2 separate regions of the Triticum aestivum genome follow, and region 2 is linked to region 1. Evidence: chromatin contacts called from public Hi-C data. All regions are on one chromosome and are shown on one strand. The core of a region is the stretch at or near the end of the contact, and the rest is flanking DNA. Distances in the headings are between cores, read along the strand shown. Region 1 holds the start of LOC123145327 (phosphatidylinositol/phosphatidylcholine transfer protein SFH6). Region 2 holds the start of LOC123145328.

Region 1 (6,438 bases), core at 1,717-4,216:
AAATAACAACTTTATTATTGCCTCTAGGGAATATTTCCTTCAGGTGGATCTAGCTTCCTCTCGCCCAGGTCCAGTTATGCCAGTTGTGGCCGGCCAGCACTGAGTGGTGGCTGCTAGGGCCTCTTCGGTGGTTGCCTTGGTCGTGGATCCGTAGTGGTGGCGGTGTGCTACATGTCAGGGTGGCTATGGGACGGCACCGTGGTTGCTCTCCATAGAAGAGTAGGGATACCCTCAAGTGTAAGGGATGATGTAGGCTGACGACCAGTATTTCCCTCGATTGAGAACCAAGGTTTATTGAACCAGTAGGAATTACTCTACAACACTGGTGGTGTCCTGGACTAAGGGGTACTAATCTATATGGCCCATAGTCCATGGGCTGGGCTTATGTCCCGCCGATCACTAGAAGGAAGGACTGCCGAAGCCGTGAACCCCGGCGTAAGAATATGGAAACCTCCGAAGACTTGGCGAGTACTGCTACTTGTAAGTTGCGTTGGGATTTCCTCAAAGAGGAGAGGATGAAGCATTACATTAGAGATAAGTATTTTCCTCAGTTAAGAATCAAGGTTATCAATCCAGTAGGAGAACCACGCAGAACCTGTTTAGCAGCACCTACATACACAAAAGCAAATACTTGCACCCAATGCAATCAAGGGGGTTGTCAATCCCCTCGGCGGTAATTTGCAGAGTTTTCGGATAAACCTAGCTACCAACGTGCACACCATAAAATGATAATCCTTGTTGCTAGATTAACTTTTGGGGTGTGTGAAAGAAGAGACTTAATTAAAAATCTCGTTCCCGCACACTAAACTTTCTCTAATACGCGTGACCCCCTAGAAGATCATCCATATTCATCGATCTCTTGCGTACGTGATGGTTCACTATTCTTGACTATGGTGAAGCTCAAGGAACTGTCAGCAGATCGTCGACAGCCAGAGCCGAGCGATTGTCAGAACCTTGTTGAAAGCGACACCATGCCGTCAATGAACTGAACCGAAGCAACACTCGAGGGAAGCATAGCAAGAACATCACCATCACATCCACATGCGATCTAGATCGCAACCTGCATCAACTCATAGAACCGCACATGATGCCACTGTTGGGAAACGTAGTAGAAACAAAAAAATCGCCCTACGATCACCCAGGAACAAATATGAAGATGCATAACGGGTTTGGATCAACGACCATTACCGACTCCGGCAGTGCAGCGGAAGTAGACGAGTCCGTGTAGATCGTACTTGGAGTCCCTCGAACGTCAATGAAGATCCCGCGAACCGCCCTCAAACGGCCCCTTAAATGGAAGTCCGAAAGCACGGCCTCTCTACTTGGTTGCAAGCGTACGGTCTTCACGATCCGACAGCGCTTCGCCGTCTAGAGATAATCATCATCGGAGAATTAGAGGGAGGAGATTATAACCGCACAGGGGTTCTAATTATGAGGATTGGAGGTGGCTAGTGCTAGCTCTAATTAGTCAACTAGGACAAATAAGAACTAGATCAACTAAAAGGAGACTTCAAAACTTGTATAGACATAGGGTGGCAAACATCGTAGAGAAAGAAGTTTTGCGGTGGGTGATTACATTTTTCTGAATTGCAGCCATATATTCAAGCATTAGTGGCACCGAGAGCTAATCACAAACTCGCCTATAAGTTTTTTGGGGCCTTCACCATCCTGGAGCATGTTGTGGAAGTTGCCTATCGTCTAGATTTACCACCTTCCAGCAAGGTCCATCCCGTTTTCCATGTGTCTCTTTTGTGCAGGGTGCTCAAGCTTGGTGAGCAGGTTCTGTAGCATTTACCTTTGCCTGAAGAGCAACACCAAGTTCTTGAAGAAATTCTCCAGCGCCGAGTTGTTACTCAAGGGGGGCAAGAAGGTGCTTTAAGTTCTTCTTCGCTGGACCAACAATACGGACGATCTTGCTACTTGGGAGGATCTGGAAATGACGAAGCAACTGTTTTCGCGAGCACCGGCTTGGGGACAAGCCGCAACTCATCGACGGGGGATTGTCAACGACTCGGTGGCTCACGAGCGGGAGTGCGAGGAAGATTCATCAAGAGGCCTAGTCGCAAGCCTCGTCTGCCAACTCGGCTTGCTAGGCCCGAATGGGCTTTAGGCCTTGTAATAGTATAAGTAGGAGATAACGTCAACGGTAACAGGCGGCGAACGACAAACAACTGGATTGGAAGGGAGCTGGTCTCCTTCCTCTCGACCCCCTTCTGTAATTTGAATTCCACCATGAAATCGAGCTAGTAGTTCGAGAACCTTATAGGCAATTGCTCACCGAGTGGTCGGAGGCCTGGGAGACCGCCGTCAGGGCAGACCACATACCCTCTTGCGCCGTGCCAACGAACCCGTCGGCGTCCGGTCCATGGTCAATCCTGTCTTACTAGGACTCGGCGGCGGCAAAGTACTACGTCCAGCTGAAGACCCCGTGTGCGGGCGATTGGGAGGAGCTTCCGCAGTTCACTTGAAAAGGGCGGGCGTCATGGCGGAGGCCCGCGGGGCGGTTGGCGCCGACCTCGCTGCCGCGGGAGGTGCTCACCACGCGGTGGGAAGTGGTCGGGCAAGCAGGGAACGAGCGACGTGGGATATGAATCGAGTGGGGATCGAGTCGTTTGGTGATTTTTTTTAAAAAAAATCTGGTGTGCCAAATACGTTAGTCGAAGGTATAAATAAATATACAAATTTATACTTTTCATAAGAAAATACAAACCTAAACAGTTTTTTCCAAATACGCGAAGCATCAATTCAATCAAATGAATCTTCCTCGAACCGGGTAGGCCAGAGACGGGATGGGGAGGTGCCGTACGGGGGTATCACGCACGCAATACAAGGCGCGACCATTCCATACCGACATGACAAAGACTGACACGCAGGGCCCCATTCATCAGCCCCGTCGACTGCCCCTCACGTGAGCGTCGGCGCCCCTGCTTCCGGCCCTGCGTTACGCAGTCACGCAAAAGCGACGCGGGAGCGCGGCAGCCGTCCCCATCCGCCCGGGTCAATAGCGACGCGCGCACGCTCCTCGCGCACCCAGCACCGCCGCGCACGCCACCGACGACTGGGCCCCGCCCCCGGCCCGAGGGACGCCAGAAGGCACGAGGCGCAGCCAGCGCCCACCCAGCAGCACCACAGTAACCGAAGCAGCCGAGCAGGCGGGCGCCAGCAGCAGCAGCAGCACGGGGAGGAGGGAGGGAGTAGGAGTAGGCGGAAAAAGGAGGCGTAAGCGCGAGGGGACGGAGCCGGGGAGAGGGACGCGCGGATCAAACGCCCGCCCGCCCGCCCGCCCGCCCGCGCGCACCGGCAGCTCGAGCCCTCGGTTCCTCCGCCCCGCCGCGCCGGAGGTGGAGGTGGTGGCGGAGGAGGGGCGCGCGGCTCGCGGCCTCCCTCCCGATCCGGATCGAGCGGGCGCTCTCCGGAGCGGCGGATCTCCCTCTCCCGCGGCGAGGTACGGCACGGATCGACTCCGTTCCCCCCGGGTTCCGGTTTTCCGTTTTGTTCGCGCGTCGGGTTCGGACGATCGGATCTAGCTGCGGGTGTGTGCGTGATTCCCGAGGCGGTTGGGGGTGCCGGTGCCGGTGCCCGCACTGGATCTCCCGGCGGGAGCATTTATTGTGTGTAGGTTAGGCGATCGCCTTTCCTTTCCGGAACCACCGTTTTCTGGGCTTGTTTCCACGGCCTCTGCTTCTACTCGTTGCGGATAATTTGGCCACGAGTTCGATGTTTTCCAGTACAACTCTCTGAATTCAGTTCTAACCTGTATTTGTTTGTCACTCAAAAAAATAAATGAATAATTTGTGTTGGTTTGTGGCAGAGTGGAGGCTCCAGTGGCTGTACATATAGTTTCGGATCAGTGATCATCAGTTCTAGAATAGGCTGACCCCTGATCATTTAGGCTGCATTTGCGGAGAATGTCAGGTATGGGCTGTTGTTGGTTCTTCTGTACGTATATGGGTTTAACGGATACAATGCAGCTAATGTTATGTGTGTGTGTTATGATGTGCTGTTTCAGAGAGCAATATCGACGGCATAGAGATATCTGTCAGTAATGATGAGAGGAGGGACAGAGCGGATGCCGAGAACTCAGAGGACGAGCCAAAGCACAGGAGGATGCGCTCGCTGAGGAAGAAGGCGCTGCACGCTTCAACCAAGCTGACACATTCGCTGAAGAAGAGGGGGAAGAGGAAAGTGGACTGCAGAGTGCCCAGAATACCGATAGAGGATGTCAGGGATGCTGGTGAAGAGCAGGCGGTCAGCTCGTTCCGTGAGGTTTTGTTTGCCAGGAACCTATTGCCTGAAAGGCATGATGATTACCATATGATGCTTAGGTTAGTACGGATGAAACTTTGCCTCGTATTGGTGTTTTCAGCCTTCAAATACCAGTTGGTGATTCTTCATTCTGGTATGCAGATTTTTGAAAGCTAGAAAGTTCGATGTTGAAAAGGCAGCACAAATGTGGGATGAGATGCTCCAGTGGAGGAATGAATTTGGGACAGACACAATTTTGGAAGTAAGAACACTGTCTATTCTCAGGACTGATTTGAAAATATGTGAAACACTATAGATTTTGATGCATTTGATGCGAATTTGAAAGACTGCCTGCTATATAATTTGCCTTACAGTGTCGTGCATACTGATGACAACTAACTTTTATCATTGAAGGATTTTGAATTTCATGAGCTAGAGGAGGTACTGCAATATTACCCCCAGGGTTATCATGGGGTTGACAAGGATGGAAGGCCTGTCTATATCGAGTTGCTTGGAAAAGTTGAACCCAATAAACTTGTGCAAACCACAACAGTGGAACGATATATCAAGTACCATGTGCAAGAGTTTGAGAGAGCATTCCGTGAGAAGTTTCCTGCCTGCTCAATTGCTGCTCAAAAGCATATAGATACAACAACCACAATATTGGATGTCCATGGCGTGGTATGTTCATTGTCCTTTTCCTAAATATGGTTTCTCTACGCCAGCAATTTTTGTCTAGACTCTAAAGACGTAAGAAAATTAGCAAAAGGAAGTGTTGTCTTTGCAGTAACATTTTTCCGAAACTACCTTCTGTTGATAAAACCTTTGAAATTATTTGTTAGGCTTAAAATATGTACTTTGTGGGGCTGCACTGCAGTTATCACAAATCAGAAACATTGTTTTCCTGTCACAAAGACATCTTCTCATATCATAATATGCTATGATACAACTGGCAATTTTCGCAGAAGTTGTAACTCTTAAAAAAAATGTGACTATTGGGATTTGTGAAGATGTACAAGCCTGCATATAGAAAAATTTCAGAAACTTCTTTAAAAACATCTTAGTGACTAAATTAACTAGGATGCTTGGTGGCACAATAGTCCTTGGAAGTTAGAGAGAAACAGCAGTAACATAAGGCTTTTCTTGAATGCTGCTGGTTTAGCTCCTATCTGTCCAGATAAAATACAATGGATTTGATTCCAATACTTTTTCTCGAACACGCTTCTAAATGTGTTTCATTTTGTATTAGAAGGGAATGTCTTACTTACTTACTAAGCCTTTTGTCCCAAACAAGTTGGGGTAGGCTAGATATGAAACCCTTTCATGAGGACTTCCCAGGAGGTCACCCATCCTAGTACTACTCTCGCCCAAATGGGTTTCATACCCAAAGGACTGGCTAGTTTTTACGTTGGCTTGCCAAGCCTATCACAATCCTTAGATATGAAACCCTTTCACGAGGACTTCCCAGGAGGTCACTCATCCTAGTACTACTCTCACTCAAATGGGTTTCATACCCATGGGACTGGCTAGTTTTTACGTTGGCTCGCCAAGCCTATCACAACCCTCCTCCTTTACCCGGGCTTGGGACCGGCTATGCCTAGAAGACATAGGCGGAGTTATTAGAAGGTAATGTCTAAGCGGCGCAAAACGTACAGCCTGGCAGAAAACAAAGCCGAAAAAAAAAGAAAGAAAGGGAAGCAAAGCTGCAAAAAACCTTCGCAAGCAAAATAAAGGCAAAAGCGCAACAGCTATATTGGCAAGCTGTACAGCTGGCTGCTAAGTCTGGTGGCCTGGGTGTGCCATGGAAAATGTCTTAGTGCCTTGGCTCCTTCCAACATCCACAACTTCTCGTCAGTTATAATCACATTGAGCAGACCAGCATTGCACCTTCAAACACTCAGTCATCACACAGCTGCCAGAGTTGCCACATGGTTAGACTGTTGAGCGATCTGGCCCCTTCCTCTTGGCAAGGACGACCTGTTCAGCTACAGATGTCAATCAGTTGTAGAAGCTCTCATCCGGTACCAGGGTGGTGACCTCCTGTTTGATTCTAACATTTAGGTTGCATCTTAAAGGTCTGGGTAGAGCTGTAGTGTGGAGATTCAATTCCTCAAAACTATTGATATTGCTAGAGTTGCGTTGGTCGGCTGCTATTGCAATCCAACTATATGCCTCTATGAATGTAGGAGTTTA
Region 2 (6,743 bases), core at 2,150-4,649, 690 kb before region 1:
TCCAAAAACGCGTCTGGAGAACTCCACACTTGATTAAGCAGAGCATAATTCGGATCGCCGAACTTAGTCAGTAATAAAAAGGGTTTACCAGCCGCAATCTCCCCAGCTTGCCGGATCTCCTCCCGGGCCGCTCTAGATTCGGACCGCGCTTCTTTTGCCTCTCGTAAGGCCTTGTCAAGATCAGCCGTTTTGGCTTTATTATCCTTATCAAGGAATTCACAGCGGCTAGCGGCATCTTTTAGTTCGCGCGCCATCGTGGATATTCTCTCCTCGTCTTGGCGCCGAACAGCCTGTTCGGCCTTTAACCCGGCCGATGCCTTTTCGGCAGCCGCATTACTAAACCGGGCCTGTTCCTTGGCCCGGGCTAGCTCCGCCTGAAGAATCTCAACTGCGGCGGCACCATCTGCAGACATGCATATATCAGTATACAATCTTCAGTGTCCCGCTTATATTATAAGCACGTACATGTAATAGCTGCCCCAAATACATACCTTGCGACTCGTCAAGACGCATATTGATAAGCGCAATGTCATCCCCTGCCGCATCAAGCTTCCGCTGCAGCTCGGCAACTTCTGTAGTCTGGGAAGTCGCCAGGGGGGAAACAACCTGTGTTCCAATTAATCAGATTATTCCCTGAGCATATATTTTTGATCCTCTGATCGCCTCCCTTGGGAAGCCAATCCGAGTCTCAAGGGCTACTATCTATAGACAGGTGCATTTTGCGAATAAAACACAGTTGAAAATATTACATCACAAACCTCGAAGCCTCTTAGCAGGCTCGTGAAGGCTTCATTCAATCCGCTCTTCACGGACATAACCCTCTCAACCACCGTGCCCATCAAGGTACGATGCTCTTCTGAGATGGACGCTTGTTGCAGCATGTTCGTCTACATGTCCGGCGCTTCTGGATCTCTGGAAGTCACGGTAGGAGCACGACCTTCCTTTGAGGGGATCCGTTTATTTGTCCCTAGAGTTGTCTCCGACTGTAAACCGGATAATCCGGTGCCTTCACCTTTGGCCCTAGAATCCTGGGCAACCGAAGTACCGCCTTTGGGTAATGTCTTCTTCATCCCCCGCATCGCTTGTTGATCGGGAGAGACCCTCCGAGACGACACTTCAAAGTCGTCCACCCTATTGGGCGGAGAGGCCGGTGGAGGCGTCTCGCTTTCCATCATCTCCGGGAGAAGATCTCCCGAGGAAGAGGATTGTGGAGGAAAACTGCGTGCCGAACTGCAAAAATGTATTCTAGATGTTACTTTGGTAACAGGGAAGGAACAGGATATGTTTAAAGCACCTTGGTTCACTTACGATTTGGTTGAAGGCTTGTCATCACGATGGAACTGTGCGGCGAAGTCGCCTTCCAAGCCCGAGCCGCCTGACGATGGCATCTTGCCTCTCTTGGGAGCCTTTTCCTCCCAACCTTCGGAGGCGGCCCTTTTCTTGCTATGGGGAGAAGGGATGTTCGCTTCTCCTTCACCTTTGTCTTCGGGCAAGGAAACTTTAATTTTCCCGGACACAGTGTCTAATTTACCTTCGGAATGAAGGCCACCTTTGGTCTTCCCGCTCTCCGCCTTGCCCTCCTTCCCAGACACCTGGTACGGTGCCTGGGAAGCAAAAGACTAGGAGCATCTCCAGCCGTTGTGCCCCCCAGGACACATTTTTTGGCTTCCTGGGGTTGCCCCGGCAGAATTTTCGCATTCGGGATGATAATGTTTCCAGCTGCCCCCCACCCACACTCCTGTCTCTTCTTCCACATGCGCCATCGCTCTCATCTCCCCACTCCACCGCACCGCCACCACCACGCCGGAGTGCCGGAATCCCCTTTCTGTTCTTCCCCATGCGCCATCCGAGTGGAGATGCTCGCACCCCCACACCGCCAGGCTTGGGGCCTGAGTGGAGGAGGGGCGGCCTGAAGCTGTCGGGCCACCCGAAGCTGGCCTCCTCGTCGCCGCGTGCTCCTACTACTGGTGCGTCGGGCGCACCATGTCGACGATCATCACCGTGGCCATCAGCGCCTTCTTCTTCCTGCTCTTCTTTTGCGGCTACATCAATCAGTGCCGCCACGCCGAGAACGTCGCGTCGCAGGGGCCAACGCCGCCACGGCCGCGGCTGGGGCGTCCAAGAGGGGGAAGCGCGGTCTGGACCCGAAGGTGGTGGCACAAGATCGGCAGGGGCGTGCTGGAGTGCGTCGTCTGCCTGACGGCGTTCGAGGAGGCCGACGACCTTCGGTTGCTACCGCACTGCTTGGACTTTAAATTTCAATTTTTTTGAGAAAATCATGAATTATTTTATAGAATCAATTTTTGAAATATCCCAAACATTTTCTAAAAGGCGGGCATTTTTTGAATTTGAGAACCAAATTTGGTAACAGGAACATTATTTGAAATTCTGAACAAATTTTCCAAAGCGCAAACATTTTGTAAAAATACGAATAATTTTTACATTTTGAGAATTTTTTTGGAAAACTAAAATAAAAATAAAAATGTGAACGGATTTTGAAACCCTAAATAGTTTTGACAAACACGAGCAATTTTCAGAAAATATAACGTTATTGGAAAGCACGAACAATTTGGAATACACAAAACAATATTTGGAAATTCCAAACATATTTTAGTTGTTGGATTTTTTAAAAGAATATTTTTTGAATATTTCCAAACATTTTTTGAATAATAAAATAAAATGTGAACATTTTTTAAAATTTCGAACAAAAATTCCTAAAATGGGAATATTTTTAAATTTCTGAACAAAGAATTGGAAAACATGATCATTTTTTTGAAAAAATGCGAAGAAAATTTTAATTGTAAACTTTTTTGAAATGCGAACAAAAATCAAATCTTTTGAACATTTTTTGGAAAGCAAACTTTTTGAAAAATTTAAGTTTTTGGAAAATCAATTTTTGAGAGATATAAATTTCGAAAAGAAACATAAAAACTAAAATAAGGAAAAGAAACAGGAAAAAGATTTTTTTTTAGAAAAAACAGAATAAGAAACTGCAAAACTGGGAAAAACGGTTCAGAGAACCTTCTAGAAGGTTTCTAAAACCAATAAAACTGAACATGAAGCTATCAGAAGGTTCCCAAAACCTAATGAATAGACCAGGAAACTAGGCCGGCCCAGTGCACTCGATCCTATGCGTTCGGTCGACATTTTGACACAACAGGCGTCATATAAGGATTTCTCTAGGTTTTTGGAGCGAAATATTATTATATTGATTCATCAAAAGTCTAAAATCTTCAAACGCATATATTTAGAATCTTTTATAGCTTTGTAATCAAAGTGAAAAAAAATGCAAAAACAGAAGAAAAAACCAAAGAAACAGGGCCTAGGTTCTGGTACAGATTGCGGAGAAAAGAACCGGACGAGAGGCGAGAGGCACTATTGGGTCCCAGTGTCAGCCAGAACGGAGAGGCCCTAGCCTTATCGGGCACGAAGAGAAGCCGAGGTAGGGAAGGACACGCGGCAAGCTGCTTCTTTTCTTCCCCCTTCTCCCTCTCGCACGAAGCCCTAATCGCCGGATCAGGCGCCACCCCCATGGATCCACCAGTCCTCGAACCAAGGTACCTGCGCCTAAATCCACTACCACCCATGTATCCACCTATCGGCGGTAGGCTCGCACCAAGAAAATCCACCACCACCCATGGATCCACAAGCCGGTGGTCTCAATTTTCCATCCGTCTATGTTCCCGGCGATGGGACCAGGGCCGGCCACTTCGCCCCGCGCTGGACCGTTCCGGATTTCTACGCCAACTACACTCCCCAGCCTCCGCTGCCAGGGACCAGGGCTGGACACTTCCTTCCGCGCGGGACCGCCCCAGAGTTCTACGCCAACTATACTCCCCAGCCTCCGCCGCCAGGGTATGAACACCGCCGCTGCTCTATGACTAGTTTTCGTTGAAATTCTTTTGTTGTTTCGTCTTAACAGATAGTAGATAGATGGGGCTCTTTCGGTTTCTTCGAAATCGAGCTGTTTTGTGCACCGATAGCTGCAGCTGCATCCCTTGGGGTTTAGGAAATCTGATCTGGCTTGTTATGTGCACTTCGGGATTTTAGGTGGCGATGGAGTCTTGTACTATATAATTTGCTAGTATTTCAGTCTTTAGATTTAATTACAACTTTTTGTAACACATAAGAATGAAAACTTTAATGTTTCACATCAACACATAGCGCCCAGACATGGGTCTCTTCCGGTCTAGTCGAGATCGAGCGGTTTTGTGCACCGGTAGATGGGGTTCCTGCATCATTTGGGTTTAGGTTATCTGATCTTGCCAAATCCTAGTTGTTGTGTTTGTAGATAGACGGGCACTTCGGAATATCTCTTATGAATCTGCTACTAGCTACAGTAGTATTTCAGTCTGTAGATTGTCCTTGTGACCCATCAACCCTACTTATTCTGTTTCAGGTGTGAGGAGAAGACACAACATGTGCCTGGCCCGTCGTACACGTCCTCTAACCTGAGGCCTCCTAGCATGCCAACATCTGCCTCTTACTTGCCCTCTACTTGTATGCCACCATGGCTTTGCCCGCCAGATTTTCAGTGCCCAGGGGACCTGCTGGGGCGCCCCCTTACCCCGTCTCTAGGGCCACCATTTCTGCATCGGAAACAACCTGAGTGGGGAATGGACTTCTGTATCCGGGTCGACCGTGCGGGATGCTACCACACATATCCTCACGTTGGTGGGCCATTTGAAGGACTACAGGAAGCAGAACGTGCTATCGAGCGCCATCTTGATAACCGTCGGGATCCAAAAATGTAAACTTTTTCTACTTCCTTTCTCGATCTTGCAATGCTACTGATTTTTATGTATATCTTCCATCATAGTAGATAGCTCGGTGATGCTTTTGCTGCTGCTCCACTACTACCACCTAGAACATCTTAGCTGGTTAGCTGAGAGTCAGTTGCACTATGTCAGTCTTTATATATAGGAAAAGTAGGGAAAAACACAACATTTATGCTATTTTTGCTTGATGTAGTTCAGGCAACATGGGAACTGCAGTGTCTTTCCAGTTGAACTTGAAAAGCTCGTAAAAAAGTCTTGTCAGTGGTAAACAAAGGGATATTCAGTTTCTGATATTCAAAACAGATTCTGTAGTCACCGATGGAGTAATGAAATCTAATGCACATATATGATATATCTCAATTAGACTTTTGCTATTTTGGAGCCGATATTAGGGCCTTAGGGGTTATGTTTCTTGTTAACGATATCCGAATCTGTTGGTTCATGCGGAGCTGACCACAAAGTCAATCACCTTGTAGAATGCGTGCAAACGAGGCTCGGGTGGTTTTGTGCAGTTGTCGATTATTGCACGTCCACTCTTCGTTATGTGCGTTAAAATAAGGTTGTCGTTTAATGTTGTTATTCATTAGCTAAAGTAACCGAAATGACGTTAGGGTACTGAGGAGTCCAAGAAGACACCAGCACAGCCTAAAGTAGACCGGAAAGAGAGGGGAAGGATGAAGACACTGCCTTATCATGCCTAGACAGAAATGAAATAAGAAGAAACAAGAAATTTTGACAGTAATTATTTATATGTTCTCCGTAGCAACGCATGGGTATTATACTACTCCCTCCGTCCCAAAATAAGTGTCTCAACTTTGTACTAACTTTATTACAAAGTTGTACTAAAGTTAAGACACTTATTTTGGGACGGAGGGAGTAGTATGTATAGTTTTTTTGGCCTGAATTAGTGAATTGTAGCTTGTACAATTGGTTAGCTTCGAATCAGGCACACCCACTCAATTATGTTTCCTTTGTATTCTCCACTACTTCTTGAAGTGTCGTGTACTAACTGCCTTTAATGTAAACCAGGTTTACGATGGATAATGTTTCTGCAGTGGACATCGCTGTACGGCATTATCTCTACCTGCCTGATGGCACGAGGAAGCACTCGGGAATATATGATAAAATCAGTGATAATCAGCGCCAGTTGGTTCTTGCTTTGGTGGACAAGTATAACGATGACAACAGTCTTTTGGAGGTTTACTCTTATCCCTCTCTCCAGCTCTTCCTTTCCTCTTTTGTTGTGTAATTGTTCTATTGTATTGAACTGAATTGGTTCAATTCGTGTCCTTGTATTGAAATGAATTTAGAATGATAAGGGGTTAATTAATGATGTTTGAGCTTGTACTGTTTAGTGTCTTTTTATTTTTTATGGTATTTATGGATTGATCACAAGCCAAAACATGGTTAGGGTTCTAATATGTCTTATGCTTATCCGTAACACTTAATGGCTCATTGAATCCATGCTTATTATTGTAGGATCTTGCATATGAACTAACCAAGGTGGTGTGCTACAAGTCATTCTGTGAGGCTGATATACGCATGTGGTACCATCATATCAATTTCACTGCAAAGGCTAAAGGAGGGGTTGATTGCAAGTTCTTCGCTGAAGTAATATTTATGCAAGGAGAATTGCCGGTCAGCTGTTTGTGCATGATTGCACCTACTGATGATGGTAATCTCATAACTCACTTGCTATGAATTAGATAGTTTACTACATATGTTTCTTGTTCTAGTATAGAGATTCTATGTTCTGTTGGGGTGTGATCAGTTCCGTTCTTGTGTTTGGTTGGGTCCAACTAGTTGGAATGGGATGGTTTCATTTCTGTCTTTGGTTGAAGAGATGGACTGAGTAGAATTAGATTCAGCTCACCTCTTTCATAAGTATGGCGAGCTTACCTCTCACATATGCATTTGTAGTATACTAATTTTTCGTTTTTCAGCATATATTAATCAAATTTCAGC

The links. Hi-C and Micro-C count contacts between places; a contact is called where the count stands out from the background.
Region 2: a contact with region 1 is called in a Hi-C map of leaf, with 7 times the contacts expected there. The contact joins the promoter of LOC123145328 here to the promoter of LOC123145327 in region 1. A contact is called at or near these places in 2 of 5 Hi-C or Micro-C datasets (both in leaf) and 1 of 1 datasets of contacts at active chromatin or transcription factors (leaf).

Annotation. Positions count from the first base shown.
Region 1 is chr6D:395,535,109-395,541,546 of IWGSC CS RefSeq v2.1, reverse strand. It overlaps LOC123145327 (phosphatidylinositol/phosphatidylcholine transfer protein SFH6), which reads left to right and starts at 2,966. Exons shown (of 15, transcript XM_044564712.1): 1 at 2,966-3,445; 2 at 3,812-3,915; 3 at 4,010-4,325; 4 at 4,408-4,507; 5 at 4,660-4,926. The coding sequence starts at 3,909.
Region 2 is chr6D:396,224,191-396,230,933 of IWGSC CS RefSeq v2.1, reverse strand. It overlaps LOC123145328, which reads left to right and starts at 3,399. Exons shown (of 7, transcript XM_044564715.1): 1 at 3,399-3,855; 2 at 4,400-4,750; 3 at 5,808-5,976; 4 at 6,258-6,453. The coding sequence starts at 3,638.